2 separate regions of the Mus musculus genome follow, and region 2 is linked to region 1. The links are chromatin contacts, called in public Hi-C maps. All regions are on one chromosome and are shown on one strand. Each heading gives the region's core, a stretch centred on a gene start, on an enhancer-like site or on the middle of the called end of the contact. The rest is flanking DNA. Distances are from core to core; before and after follow the strand shown. Region 1 has its middle 22 kb from the start of Gm14461. Region 2 has its middle 33 kb from the start of Gm39865.

The links. Hi-C and Micro-C count contacts between places; a contact is called where the count stands out from the background.
Region 2: a contact with region 1 is called in a Hi-C map of cortical neurons, with 1.8 times the contacts expected there. The contact joins two enhancer-like sites. A contact is called at or near these places in 2 of 484 Hi-C or Micro-C datasets (cerebral cortex and cortical neurons).

What each region holds. Positions count from the first base shown.
Region 1 is chr2:78,213,366-78,218,652 of GRCm38.p6, forward strand. No RefSeq gene overlaps it. Among named protein-coding and RNA genes, the nearest start is that of Gm14461, 22 kb to the right of the region's middle. Within about 2 kb of position 1,331, at least 3 of the 459 cell types and tissues checked have an H3K27ac peak or open chromatin away from gene starts, as enhancers often do. A contact at or near this core is called in cortical neurons, where this site is marked.
Region 2 is chr2:78,715,193-78,720,599 of GRCm38.p6, forward strand. No RefSeq gene overlaps it. Among named protein-coding and RNA genes, the nearest start is that of Gm39865, 33 kb to the right of the region's middle. Within about 2 kb of position 2,474, at least 14 of the 459 cell types and tissues checked have an H3K27ac peak or open chromatin away from gene starts, as enhancers often do. A contact at or near this core is called in cortical neurons, where this site is marked.

The sequences.
Region 1 (5,287 bases), core at 81-2,580:
ATCAGCAGGTGTAAGCGCCAGTGAAAATGGCTCTAACAGGATGCAGAGGAAAGCAAGCTCCAAGGGCCAAGCTAATTCTGTGAAATGCAAGTTAATGTCTACAGACACATTTAGAGCTTCGTTTTATGCCATCTAAAATAAACTGCAACAAAATCTGCCTTGGTACATCAAAAGATTATCCATCTTAAAAAATGGAGGTTAGTAGCCCAAAATAACAGTAGAAAATGAAGTTATATTTGTGTGAAATTTTAAGCGATTTCATTACTTCTAGATACATGATATTACTTTCTCTAATGCACCTGTGAAGAAAGTAGGGTAGATATTATTAATTTTCAGTCTATAATCTAAAAATAGACACTTAGGTGTGAGGCAATCTGTCCTGTCTCACAGGTAGATCCGGCACAGCAGGCTTCTGATATTTTCTTATTTTTCCTTTAATCATCTCTATATTCCTCCCACGGGCCAAAGCACACCCTCACCTCTTTGCCTCCGTGTTGAAGTTCATGCTTCGAAACCAACAGACTACCGGTTCCATTCTGTCCAGGTTTTACTGATTACTGCATTCAAAGCACTCTTTCTGCTCTCCAAAGCATTCTAGATATTGTTTTCTGTGTGCGACTTACTGGGTGTTGACGTCATGCTTAAAATAGAACCAAAGATGCTCCAGCTACTGAATCTGTGTTTTGGTCAATTGAAAACATTTTTGTCGTTGTTGCTGTTCATTCTTTTAAACTTGCTGATTTCCAAGGCTTTCCCTCAGTTAGTGAGTTTTTGAAAAAAAAAATGTTACTGTTTGTCTTTAAATTCCTTTAGGGAGTTCAATAGAATGCCTATAGTAAGTCCATACATACACAGTATCCACAGACAGGTAAATATGTTAAAGGTCAGTAATAAAGTAGTTTTTGTGTCATTGCTCCACAAATGGTGTCTGTCTAAATTACCCAGTTTTGTCAGCTGATGGTCCTGACCGTCTGCTTTACACGCATCACACTCTCAGCGTGTTGCTTTAGGTTGCAGCTGCTTTGTGTTCACGTTCTCAGTTCTGGTCACATCTTAAAGGTATGGTGATGTTCTATTCCACACGTTCCTATTTTTCTACTGATGTGGAAGCCTTCATTTGACAGGGAAGCTATTATTCCTTCTTCATCCGCATGTAAATTCTCGGGTTCCCAATGCCATGTTCGTATTTGATCTTTAGCATGCTCAGACACGAGAGATGTCATCATGAGCTCCCTCGTCTCCTGAGAGTTGTTACAAACTTAGTCTAAGGCTCCCAACTCAAGGCCGGCATGCTTCCCGTAATTGCAGCAAATTCTTGGCAGTCAACCTCGTCAAGCCCCTCATTCTGTCTGCTGCTACATTTGAGAATGCTGCCTTGTCATTCATGTGCAGAGCTGAGCCTTCTCAGGGTTTTTTTTTTTTTCCTACTAGCAGTGAGAATTTTATGAATTTTATAGACTTTAATGAAGACTTTGGGGCTCTTTTTAGAAACCCCATTGCACATTACAAAACAGCCTTTTTTGTTTGTTTTTGCTCCACATTCTCATCTATTTCATGCCTCTCTCCATTTCTCTCTCTCTCCCTCCCTCCCTTTCTCTCTCTCTCCCTCCCTCTCTCCCTCCCCCTCTCTCTCCCTTTCTCTCTTTCTCTCTCTCTCTCTCCTTCCCTCCCCCCTCTTTCTTTCTTTCTTTCTTTCTTTCTTTCTTTCTTTCTTTCTTTCTTTCTTTCTTTCTTTCTTTCTTTCTCTCTTTCTTTTCTCTCTATCCTGCTTATATTTTTAGCTTGTAAAACCATGAATTCCTCCAGTTGGGATAAATGTCACAAAAGACCCTGCAAATGCGAACCCACGATACATCAGTCTACATTATTAGACCCAAGCAAGTTTCCACAAAACACTCTTTTTGCTGCAAAACTACCTCCCCTGGTCATTTGAAAGCTCCCAGAAAAATGTTAAATTCATCAGGACAGATCGTCCAGTCCATTCTCCTCCTGTAATGACAAGAACACTGAGAAGCAGTGAAGTGTCTTCTAAGGACACACTTACTGAAGATGAAAATCAGACTGCAGACATGTGTGCTCCATCACCATGTTGGAGACATGTCACTGGTCTATGAGGGTTGCTAATCATAGACATTTAAGTTCTCTGAAATTTCAGTCTGCTCACATAGGTTCTATGGGAGTCAGTGTCTCCTACTTGGTTGCTAAGAAAAAACTGTGAAGGGTTCTCTCCACTTTAAGAGTTTATGCCAAGGATCTAAATATCTGGCTTATGTAATCTGATGATCTTTGATGAATAAAAATGCCAAAAAGATGTGCTTGGAGGAAAATATTAATTATAATAAAGTAGCTTGTTTGGAAAGAGAAAAATATTTAAGTGTGAGAAAATATTAGCATAAACATCTCACCAAAACAACCTGCGTTCTCACTTTTCCTTTCCTGTTGCATAAACACTATTAATAGTGTTGTAAAATTATGATCATGTTGGGGGGGGGGAAGGGATGCTCCTGCTTCTTGCCTCTGTCAATTGTTTAAAAGAAGAATTGGCTGAATCTGCCTAAGGCTCTATTTTATAAACTTGCTGCATCATATTGGTTTATTTATTTTTTTATTTTTTATTTATTTTTAAGGTGGTTGATTCTTGAGATTTGTCAACACCTGGGAGCACTGTTCTAAAGCTTTGTCGCTCAGTCTTTTATTTTATTTTGCAGAAGAAAAACTATATGTTTAGAGAGAGGGCTTTATAAAAGTGTAGGTTCCTGATTGAGTTTTAAGATTTCTAACTCAGAAAATATGGAATGGGTTAATGAAATATTCCTTTAAATCAGTTCCCACAATAATTTTAAAGGGGGTCATTTAAAACCCATCCTTTCTGATATTACAAAAGATATTTGCCTTAGATTTAAATGTATGTTTACAATGTACCCCCTTCTACAATTCTGACCACAAATTCTTTTTCTGACTCCATTTATTTTCTGCTCACTTACAAGGCATTGACCTTAGAGAGTAATAGCAGTTTAGTCTCTTCCTTCATTATGTTATATTTCCTGTTTCTTATTGATGTTGAAATTACAATAGTAATATGTACTTATAACAAATTAATACTGAGAAGTGCTTCGAAGGAAAAATAAGTGCTAACAGACTGGAGGTCAACCTTGCTTGCTCTGCTTACCTCGAGACACCTATTCCCATGTCCCAGGGGCCAGAATATTGGCTGCTGGCATTCTTTGTCACACTAGGTCTTTATCTTTGCCTTGATAAATATGTTCAAATACACACATCCATGCAAATAAGAATTTATTTTTATAAAACACAAGAATATCTTCTTAATATTCTCTTTATATCAGTAGACAGATCTAATTATATCCTTGAAGCATTTTAATGGTTGTACATCCATAGACAAATATATTCATATGTGTAATATTCCCTCTTTTATTTGTCTACTTTAGAATAGTCTTCTCTTCTGCTTTATTTTTTTTTTGGACTGGTGTTCACCTTCTCTCTTGTCCTGTACTTTCTTTCCCAGCATCGTCTAACTTCACCAAATACATAACAACTTTCTTTATCCTTTTATGTATAATATATGCACATATAGTCACCTAAATGATTTTATCTGCCTGTCTTCCTTGCTGTCTTTCCTATCTTCTTATCTATGTATCTATGTATCTATCATCTATCTATCTATCTATCTATCTATCTATCTATCTATCTATCTATCAATCAATCATCCATCATCTATTATCTATCATTATTTAGGAAATGCATTTTCTTTACTTAAAATATATTGTGGAATGTGACCATAGCAACTGGTACTCTAAACTCTACAATTGTAATACTAATATATTTCAAGACATCTAGTTTTGCATGTGATATTTGTTATTCCTTTAGTCAAAATACGTCTGATACAATCGCCAAGTTTTGAAATAAAATAGAAAAACTAGTTTTTCATTATGCAAAAAGAGCACTAGTTCTTGTTTTTTGAATTCATTTCTTATATTTTTTTCTATAGATAGATGTACCTAGAAACTATTTTTTTTGGGTAAATATTCTTAAAACATTTAATAAAACTTAATTTTTAAAATATGTATTTCAGTTTGCGTTTGTTTTCCATTTTGCTTTTAGGACAGTCTTTTTCCTGTTAACCTACATGATTTCACTCATTGATTTATCATGGATATTAATCAAGTATTGCTAATTTTAATTTCAATTTTTTTAAATGTCAATGCTTTTCTAACCACTAAATTATTTCTATAATTTTGGCATCTATTTAGTTTATGTTTTTCTAAAACACTGAAATTTCTATCTATTCATAGATAAAGTTTCTAGTTGATCCATCTTTCTGCACTATTTTGGTCTCTTTTACGTACACTTCAAGTACCAACTAATTACACAGCTCTTATGGTAAATATCATTTCAATCAAATGATCTAAACCAGAGTTTATTCTCTTCTAGAAATAAATTCCAGATGAAAGGTTGAAATATATATATATCAGTGAGTAGATATTTGCTCATGTCTACCCAGAAGCAATGTCTTTAAACTGTGCCTACCCTTATTTCCTGCAGAACTCTAGATATGTTTTTCTGTATGGAGGTAGGTCTTTTATTTTCAGCATTATGAGAATATTTTTACCCTCTAATTATTTATTTTCCATAGAAAAGGATTATTATGATTTGAATTTCTGTAGTTGTCACTTCCCCTTCAGTATAGCTTCTCTGATTCATGTTAGCAATCATTCCGATATAGCTATGCACAACAGGATCACTTGGAGAAGTTTGTATAACACATATTTTCAGGTTCTGTCACAACAACCAACTCTGAGTAGGTAGAGTCCATCTGTACTTGGAAAGTGAAATGGCTCTCACACAATTGGCCTGTGGACTTGCATTTGAGAGCTGCTGTTCTGTGTCATGTTCCTGTCTGTTCGATGTTGAGTACATAAATCATTGCCTCAAGTGCAACTGAATTTAATTTTATTATGTTGTTTCAGCATCTTTTGCTGACTTATATATCTGCCTACTTTATTTTTATTTCACCAGGGTCCATTTGCATCATTTTAGATTAAATGATTCCTTCACAGAGTCTAGGAAAAAAGATGCAATCACATTTTTGGGGGGTACATTCCCAGGAATGCTTTCCCACTAAATTTCCAATAAACTAATGTCCTTTATTTATGCAGGAAGTCTTTTGATTAGGAAAGTTACAGTCAGTCTAGCCTGTCAGTCATTGGGACCCATTGATTTGCTTTGATCTGCTTTGCTGTATTTTGCTCCTAGACTTTCTCAGACTATA
Region 2 (5,407 bases), core at 1,224-3,723, 500 kb after region 1:
AGCTAGAACAGTTTCAAGATTTGTTTTTCACATTTGCTTTCTTGAATTCTTCCTGTCGTACTCGCCTACCCTGCCCTGGCTTTGTCCACATCTCGAGTGATTACCCATCTCGAAGATTTCTTTCTCCAACCATTTTTAATCCCTTTGATCTTCAATTGTTTCTTCTTTGCTAGCTCTTCTCCATTTTACTTGGCAATATGTACATGTCCTTATGAGCACTTGATCTAGAGCTCTGTGCCCCCTACCCCAATACATCCCTTCACCTGCATACATAATTGTTTGTTGTGATTACAGAGGCTCCCTGCATAGCATGTGAAAATATAAGAACATGTGCACTTAAATAAAATTTGGTTTAATATTAGAGTCAATGAAATCATTATGGCCAACCTCCTACCATATTAGCACATTATTCTTAGAACGTTATGCCATTTATTTGAGTGCCTTGTTACTTGGCTTTGTAATTAATTTTTAACATAGCTTCAATGCTGATGTTTTCATTTTCACTCTTGTAGTATTATATTCAGCACTGATTTTTCTCAAAAACCATTTTATGCCCATGTGGCACCATATTTATTGCTGTAGTGACATGGTTTAATACCTAAACTATAGTGGTAAAACAGTACTTCATAGTATTTGTCAGTTCAGTGTACAAATATCAGGACTTAAATCTGAATTATTTTGATGACTGGGAAGTTGCATTTCTTCACATGTCTTTTTTATGCTGCTTTATTAACCATTTATGATGATCATGCATCCCTATCAAAGGCACTAGTCTTTACAAATCATTGTTTCACTTTTAAGAGTCCTTTAATTCAGGTGCTATTGTACATACAGTTCTTTTCAATTTAGAATGTCAACATTTCTTTTAGATTCATTTTGTTGCCTTTATGCATTGTAAGTACTTCTTCCAATTTTTTCACATGATTTTGTTCTTCAGATATGCTTCAATTTGCATTTCATTATATCTCCATTGTGTGTGTGTTTTTCCTGGAATGCAGTGTGAAGTAAATGTCAGTTTAACATCATGTTTTAATAATAATGGTCACTAAGGGTTTATGAAGCCCTTCTGTCTCCTCTAGTTGGGATGTCATCTTTATCTTACTCTCTACTCGCACACCCCTGCCCCGCCCCCGCCCTGTAGCTCTCTATTCCTGTCCCGGCCAGGCTGTTTCTGTCTGATAGCTTTCCAGCACTTGCAACAGGAGGCACCAGGAGAGAAGGAGTGGAGGCAAAGCTTTGCTACCCCTCTGCTGTGTTGGACGAGCGCTGTGCTGCTCCAGGCTCTCTCTCACACGTACAGGCTGACCATGATCTTCCCTCTTTAGACATCTGAGCCTTTGGGTCTAGGACTCCACTTCTCTCTTTATGACTACAGCCCAAAGGCACTGCAGCTATCTGGTGATTTCTCAGACTCCTCTCAACAGGGCAACCCATTCATTATCTATACAGAGTTCCCTCTGCTTTAAATAGTCATTTAATTTCAGTTGTTCTGTTTGAAACAAAGTAGGTCCTATTCCTATATGTATATGTTCTTTCTCTCTAGGGAATACAATTTAATAATTGTGACATCTTTCATTGTACTGATCTTTCAAAAATGCTATTGTCTCTTTGGGGAAAATAATTTTTCAAGTAAATTTTAGAATTCTATTTCATTTTCGTTTTATTTTTTAATTTACATTGGTGTTCTGTCTCCATGTATGTCTGCGTGAGGGTGTCAAATACCCTGGAACTGAAATTACAGACAATTGTGAACTGCCATGTGGGCACTGGGATTTGAGCCTGGGTCCTTTGGAAGACCAGTCAGCGCTCTTAACTGCTGAGTCATCTCTCAAGCCCCTTTATTATGTTTTAATAATGTGATTATAGGTATATTTACATAAAGATACAAATATAAGGTTCAAAATGTTTGCTAATTACTTATAATAAAACCAGTAAAATCTGGAAAATAACCAGTATTAAATAAATTTTATTATCTCTTATATAAAAATATGATGTATCTTTAAATACATATATTACACATACTGACACGGATGCATGAATTTCTATAACTCTGATGAAAACCTCTGTGACGATATCCACTAAAATTAAATATGTGAATTCTCTTGCTACCCAGCAATTCTGCTTCTGTGTAAATAGCAAACAGAAATATGTGACTATATTTTCAAAAAGGAATGCATAAGAATGCTCCCAGCAGCTATGTTTATGATATTCTCACTCAGATGCAACTCATGTATCTCCTAAAAGCAAAAAGCACAAATTGTTTTACATTCATGTAATAATGTAGCATTGCAATGGAAAAGAAATCCAGACTAGTAAATGACATAGATAAATGTTGAGTTCCAGAGACCAAGCACAGAAAAGCACTGCATGATTAAATTTACATAAAATTAAAAAATGAGTAACAGTAATTGATGCCAAAAGAAATCACAGTAATGACTTAGGGATTATGAATAGAAAGGGACGCAAGGGAGGTTGGCATCTACATTCAGTGCATGAGCTGGAAAAGCTAGGCAGCTCTGGGGATCCTTCTCTCTCCCCCTCCTCTGCAATAAAATCACAGGTGTGCATCTTCATGTCCAAGATTTTACTTAAATCTGGGGATCCCAATTGAGATCTTTTTGCCATTTTTAGCAGGTACTTACGAACTGACCCAGTCCCTAGCTCCTGTATGGTAGATATTACATTTTAAATGTTTAAGGCCGAGCAAGTTGTGGGGGTGCAGGCTGGATATGGTGGTACACACCTAATTGCAGCACTCAGGAGGCAGAATTAGGCAGATCTGTGAGTTCAAGGCTAGCCTGGTCTGTAAAGTGAGTTCTAGGACATCCAGGGCTACAAAGAGAAACCTATATTGACCAAATTAAAAAAAAAAAAAGTAAAAAAGGTTAAGGTACTTACATATGTATTGATACAGAGTGAGGTAGGAATTGCCCTTCTAGGTTAAACAAAATAGTTGCTGAAAAGTGTATAAAAAAGGGTCCATATGTGTAAAGCAAGGATATATGCATATATTTATAAATATATATTCATGTATAATTCATGTATATATACATAAATAGCAAAGAGATAGAAGGACCTTTTTACCTATTTCCTCACAAGCGTGAAACATTTTTATAGTAAAATTATTAATTAAACATTCAGTGGAGTATTTATGTTAACTTTTATTAAAACTATAATTTAAAAAATAATTACATCTTACAGTTTTGCTACTTAGCCAGAAATACGGTATTTCTTTAATACTCACCCCAACCCCCACCAAACTCTTAAAGTTTCTATGAGAACCATGTCTCTCTAAGGGACACTCCTTATGTTCTGTATTATTGCTTTTGTGAATTAAATTGTTAAATATTTAATTTTCTCAACAGATAAATCTAACCTTTCCTCTGCCTCTTTATTCTCCACTCATTTCTAACCTGTTCAACCTTAATGAAGCTGTTCTGGCAGAGATTATCAGTTGCTGAGCAAAACAGATGGCTGCCTTTTCTCAGCATGGCACTTCCAGATAGTCACTAATTCATTAGCTCAACAAATATTTGTGGCTCCCTTGATAAATGCTACACAGTGTGCCATACACTGAAAGTTCAAAGGTAAACACAAGGCCTGCCCTCCAATCATCTGTAGTTAATGCAACAAACAGTCAATCATGCTGACAAGGCACTCTGATGGGCTGAAGCTGAGAAAATTGCCCTGTTCCATGGATGGACAACAGAGAGGCATCTGTCCAGACGTGGATTGTTAGGAACTACTCAGAACAGATGTTGTAATTGAAATAGACTCATACGAGGTCAAGGTGAGAATGAAGAACATTCTAGACATGGATAAAAATCATTTCATCATCTGCTGAAGGTCAACAAGAAAGTGAGAAACTTGCTTAATGAAACCAATAATTCAATACAGCTAAGTCACAGAAAGTGAGGTAGACAGAACATAATCATAAGTAGAAGACGGGAGCCTCTACTCCTAAGGTACTCAGAAATCAGGAGCAAGCCACTGCTAGAAGAAAACATGCAAGAAACACTACAATAATCTGGACACAGACAAAAATTTTTGGATAAAATTCAATAGCTCTGGAAACAAAGCAAGAATTACAAGCAGGACTGTATCAAAGCGAGAAGTTGCAATTCCAAGGACAGTAAAGCTTCAGACCTAGCCAGAGTGAGCCGTGGCTGTGTTTACTCAAAGAAGACACACAAGAGTCTGATTTTGAAAGAGCAGAGAATGCTGTGGTGGTGAGTTCACTTTGAGATATGCAAGCTATGAAATGTACGAGGCAGTAGGAGGCAAGGGGATATACAAGACTGACTTTCAAGAGACCTTTCTGGGGAGAAGCTGGACTGAGCAAAAGAGCAGATGACAAGTGACTTGTGGAAGTACTAGACATAAAGAAGCAAGGGAAGACAGGCCACAGCACACAGGGGCCAGAAGGACTTTAGGCCAAAGGAAGAATAGCTCTAGGAATGGAAGGAGACAGCAAAGAGAAAGACATGGAGAAATATTCACAAGTGGGAGAGATGTAAGGAGAGTTCCAGTTAACTCCTCTATGAATTGTCCTTAGGGAGAGAAGGGTGAGACAGTCATGTCCAATATGGGAGGAGAATATAAGCACAGTGGAAGCCCCATGACACTAGAATCAACAAGAGATCAGGAGAACACTTGCCATGCAGAACACCAGGGACAGCTAGCCAAGGGCGGTTCGTAATGTCATATTGAAGTGTATTGGTTTCTGTTCATTTACTCCAGCCATGCTTAGAAGTACAGGAGGGAGAACAAAAGTGGGCATAGAAGTAGACTTAAAGTTGCATTTCACTGTAGATTCAAGGAAGTGGGGAGTGGGAAGTGTGTGCAGGAAGGAGTTCAGATATTGAGGTATTGATGGGGAAGGGGATGAAGAAAGGAGAGAACCACAGATAGAAATAAAAGAGTGAGGGAGTCTGAGGATAAGGGCAGGTAACCTGCAGCTCACGACTATTTCAGAAGGCTTTGGCTTTCTGGCGGGAACATGGTTGAGAGGAAGGAGTAGAAATGAAGTGTGCATCGAACAACCTTCAACACTGGAGTGAGCAAAAGCACGGTTATGTGACAAGACTTTTTGGGGACAGACACCGCACACATGCCTGTTTCTTCTGGGTAGAGAGCCCATGTGAGACAAAAGTAGCGATACCACCAAAGTTGAACTTGGTTAACCAATGAGTTTTGTTGGGGTTACTTACAGGAGCATGTCCGGGTCCAGCCTTGACACAAGATCAGAGTTCTCAACTGGAAGCAGGGATATCTGGAAGGTGCATAATAAATATACACAGACTACATTTTTGGTTACAAGCTGACAGGCGATTTTTCATGGCTTAAAGTTTCTCTCTCTTCTCTCTCATTCTCTGCTCTCTTTTTCTCTCACGCATTCACTTGCAGC